Linked DNA regions of Danio rerio: region 2 is linked to region 1. Evidence: chromatin contacts called from public Micro-C data. All regions are on one chromosome and are shown on one strand. Each heading gives the region's core, a stretch centred on a gene start, on an enhancer-like site or on the middle of the called end of the contact. The rest is flanking DNA. Distances are from core to core; before and after follow the strand shown.

Region 1 (2,508 bases), core at 6-2,505:
CGTGATATATTTAAGTAATTTCAGCACCAGTAAAGCCTCTTTACCTCTTTTTTTTGTGTATTACTCCGCCCACATACAACCAGCAAAAAAGCAGACACTACAGATCTAAAGTTTAAAAGATGCTTGCTCAGCTGTTTAGCTATCAGCTTATGATTTGAATCCAAGGTGGAAGAAAGTAGTTCCTCATACAAAAGGGTTTTTGAGAATCTCCATGTTTGATTTTGTTTTTATATACACAATTATGCCGTTAAACTGTTGTATAAACGCAATATCACACTCGTAGCAGTGCGATATGGCTGTATATCGGCACTGGCGGGGGCACTAAGGCACTCGGCCTCATGCCAACGCACATCTCCCACCAGATATACAGCCATATCACACTGCTATATATATATATATATATATATATATATATATATATATATATATATATATATATATATATATATATATATATATAGACCCACTAGAAAAATGACAACTGTTTTGTGTTTTATTATTTTTTTATTGAATAATTTTCCCAAACATAATTGTTACTGACTATATGCATAAATATATTTACGCTAAATGATATAACACTATTTCTATTTCACCAATATGTGAAATTATATTCAAATAGACACTTTTCTTGCATTTCAAATGTTTTCTATGTAACTTATAAGTTATATTTAATTTGATAAAGAAACAAAAATGGTACGTCCTACAGTCCCAAAAGCTTGACATGACTTGAAGTAACGTTACATCAGGTTAACGCAAATACCTGCTTTCTTCCCTCCATAAAACTGGGTGTATTCTGTAGATGTAATGTACCTGAAAAACAGAGTATTGAATAAATCATTTGAAAGCTGTATAAAGAGTATAACGTCGTCATTTACATATTTGCATTCTTTAGATAATTCATGTTACGTCGCTGAATCTAATACATGAACATTAATCAAAATGCCGTCGTTGCAGCTGAATGAAGAACGACTTACTGTCCCAAAATTAAAATTAAAACATTACAAACCCTAAATAATACAAACAACGCAAACAGTTAAAGAAGCGTACTCAGTTTTCAGTGAAATAATAAAATTCAACCGTTAGCAAACGTGTCATATTTCACTCCAGCAACTCACATCTTGTCTTTTTGATGCTGTCTTTTCCCCATTTTTGCGACCTAAGCGGTGGTGCTAAATAAAAGAATTAAAATTCAGGAGTTTATAAACAAGCAACACAAACGCACGACTGTTTAAATACTCTACTTCCGGTGTGTCCTAGGCGCGACCGGTAAATGCAACCGACCTAAAACAACAAAATGTTTTTTGGTCCTCTTCGGTTTTGACTGAGATACTGTTCATAAAATTCGTTTTTTAATTACTGTAAATTATGTCTATGCTCAACTTGGGATGTCTGAATAATACTCAATAATGAGGGGGATATTTAAAGTGTTTGATGTTTGTTGATCACAAAATAAAAAAAACATGAAACCTATGAATTCATTCATTCATTCATTTTCTTTTCGGCTTAACTTAGTCCCTTTATTAATCAGGGGTCACCACAACGGAATGACCCGCTAACTTAACCAGCATATGTTTACGTATGTTGTATCCTTTCAGCTGCAACCCAGTACTGGCAAACATCCATACACACTCATTCACACACACTCACACTGCGGCCAATTTAGTTTATTCAATTCACCTATAGCTATGTCTTTGGACTGTGGGGGAAACCGGAGCACCTGGAGGAAACCCACACCAACATGAGGAGTACATGCAAATGCCACAAACGTCAACTCGAACCAGCGACCCTTTTGCTGTGATGCAACAGAGCTACCAACTGCGCCACCGCGCGGCCTACATATAAACTAATTCATTTCATCTATCCCGTGAAACAAGTTGTTAAAAACGTTTTAGACATGCAATCTGCATGTTCTTTTTGTGAATTAGAGGAATTGCTGAAACACCTGAATACTCATTGAATGCACATATTCCCAAATGTTTTGGTTTGATGTTAAATATGTTATATTTAAACGTACAAAATTAAAAATGCAGTTTTCTTGTAAAGATGTTTTTGACATACAATAATAATAATAAAACTTTGGAGCAAATTTTGTTTATTAATTTAATGATTATACAGTGCTCAACATATAGGCTACACCCCTCACAAATCACTCTATTAAATTCATATTTTTAATAGGAAGCTATATAATATTATATTTGTGCATATACATTAGATTAGTCAGTACTGAAGCCAAATCTGGAGCTTATCTAAATAACTTATGATGACGGTCAAAAAACCGAGTACAGTCAAATGTATATGTTAGAGAAAAATATTAAATATAAGTTTAAAAAAGAGGAAAAATCAAGAGAAGCAAAAAAATAAAATGAAAAATTTAGTTGAAATTTTGTAAGTTGTACATTTTTCACAATATTTTGCTTGAATTTAATTGTATTATTTTTCAATTTTTAAATATGTTTGGTGACCAAAATATTTTTTTAATAAATATATCTGTTTAATAACTCTGTTTTG
Region 2 (2,508 bases), core at 4-2,503, 190 kb before region 1:
AAGCTTAATTTCTCCCATCACGAAAACAGAAAGTGTCCCTCCATATATCATTATATGTGTCAATAAAGGTAATAATGTTGTGAATAATGTACAGTTACTTTCACAGACTTAACATTTAGTTTCATAAGAGCTTGGTGCATCAGCAGGAGCCACATGTATTAATTTTGTTATGCCTTTATATGTTTTTTTTTGTTAACTCTAAAATTGCTTTTAGCCTATGACTTGCATTGTAACAATTACCACAGTCTACAGTTTCAGCTAAAAAATCTTTCCAGTACGGATGAGTATACTAACAGCAGATTTCCATTTTTGGGTGAACAATCCCTTTAAGTAGCCAATGCTGCTTTGTAATCACCCTGTCTTAAAGTGTTGACATGATTTGCATGTTTTCCATGTTGTCTTAGTGGGTGTAGGAATCACTGACATGATAGGGCTGAAAGTAGCTAATTATAATAATAACTACAGACCAGGCATGAAATGAAAACCGGTTTCAAGGTTTACCCGGGTTTGGAATAGTAAAGGTTTTCAAACCGCTAAAATTTTATGTTATACCATTCCTAAGGTATATTTAAGGGTTTTTATTGTGTTGTTAAGCAATCTGTGTTTTAGAAACAAATGAACATAGCAGACGTCAATGATTCATTTGAATAATTTAGCCTGGCATGTTTACAGTACCCAAATATCATGTTTCCTAAAATAAAATGTATTGGGTTCAATGAGGGGGAAAACGTTTTTTTTTTTTACCCAGATATTTAAACAGCTTGTTTTAGATGATACAGTGATACCGTGATATTTTATCCAAGTTTATCTAACCGTCAGAAACTAATGCCAGCCCATGCCTGCTACAGACATTGTTATTTAGAGGACTAAACCGATTCCTTCCACTACTAAATCTGCTTAATTTTTTCTTTTATATATATATATATATATATATATATATATATATATATATATATATATATATATATATATATATATATATATATATATATATATATGTATATATGTATATGTATATATGTATATGTATATGTATATATATGTATATGTATGTATAAACATTTTATATATATATTAGGAATACAGCTCTCCTTTTGTTGAGGACGTAATGCAAGACAAAATCAGTCATTTTCTCAGTCTATGCAATTGCACTGTATTTATTTACACATCCGGGATAATTTTAGCATGGCTGGTAGCCACGCCCCCGCGGCGCATCTATTGGATGCTTTACACGCCAGTAATGCGACGCTCCGCCCATCTCAAAAGCAGCAAGTCCATCACAAACACAAAGAGTGCAACAAAGACTAGAGAAATGCACAGCCTAACCGACATACAGAACTATCAGATAGTCTCAGTTTGAGGTCTCAGACGGAATCTGCACCGAGACAAGACAACAGAAACCAAAAAAAGGAAACAAAAACATCTCAAAGCATACTTCGGAGAAAATATTTAGCTTCCCTATAGAAAATCTATGCCAAACTTCGCATTGAGATCCAGTTCAGGGGGTGAGTGGATGCATGTATTTCAGCCTATTGTATTGATATATTATACATTTGAAAGCGTGAATATTGGTTTATGATGCTTGTTATTGCGTTTACACCAGCTCAGAACCATTCGTGTGTAAATCTCTCGTGTGTCAGTGGAAGAAATGTGGAGCTGGACGCATGCACGCGCTTTTAAAGTTAATCGTTCGGAATAAAAACATCAGTATGGCATTTCGCTTGCCAGTTTGCTGTTGTATTTGCAGGTATCAGGGCTCGATTTCTGTCTCTGTGTCACTCTGCGCTTCCTGGTTTTGTCACAAAAGCACGAGCCTTTGTTTTGTATCCACGTTGGTCGCATAGTTTCTTTGTTGTTTTCTCTAAAGATCCCGCTGACAACAATCAATTTGCACCTTTTGTATCTGGTGACCCATTGTCGACGCGTTGAATTGCTTTTATGAACATCTCCTTTGAGTTGTTTGTCACTTTTCATGGATGTTAAAACAAAACAGACTGCTTATTAGGGAAAGGTTGCAGCACAATAACAAATGAAAGCAGCGTAATAAATAGTGTATATGAGCTGTTGAATGGCTAGATTTGCTATAGCTATTATTGTTTTTCTTAAGCCATATAATGCTCATGATTAGCCTTATCCTCTCAGGTTAACACGCGCTCATGAGCCTCCTTTGTTTGCCTGCTGTTGACTTCCTTTAGATTGAGTTAGATCGGGGTTTTATGTCACGACATCAACGCTTGTATTTTTGTTCCAGCTGATTTAAGCAGCTGCCGATCATATTGAACAGTTATAAACAAATATTTAATATCAACAGTTATAGACACATTGTCCACTGTGTCTGTAGTCAATTGTTTTTGTATATTTGTGCGGTTTACAGTTAAATTATCTTCATAGCAGCACGTTTGGCATGCATTATAAGTGTATTCATGCAGTGCTCTTAGCGAAAACACGTTAAATATAGCCACCCTCGACTTTTTTACGATAACATTTGTGTTGTAAGATTAAATGTTG

What was found. A called contact is a pair of places that touch in the nucleus more often than the background predicts.
Region 2: a Micro-C map of caudal fin shows a contact between it and region 1, with 12 times the contacts expected there. The contact joins the promoter of ypel1 here to the promoter of ppil2 in region 1. A contact is called at or near these places in 9 of 18 Hi-C or Micro-C datasets (caudal fin, embryo, hematopoietic stem cells and 2 more) and 3 of 4 datasets of contacts at active chromatin or transcription factors (caudal fin, embryo and gastrula embryo).

Annotation. Positions count from the first base shown.
Region 1 is chr5:13,584,810-13,587,317 of GRCz12tu, reverse strand. It overlaps ppil2 (peptidylprolyl isomerase (cyclophilin)-like 2), which reads right to left and starts at 1,255. Exons shown (of 20, transcript NM_200991.2): 1 at 1,116-1,255; 2 at 761-810. The coding sequence starts at 1,147.
Region 2 is chr5:13,771,386-13,773,893 of GRCz12tu, reverse strand. It overlaps ypel1 (yippee-like 1), which reads left to right and starts at 1,253. Exons shown (of 5, transcript NM_001003780.1): 1 at 1,253-1,505.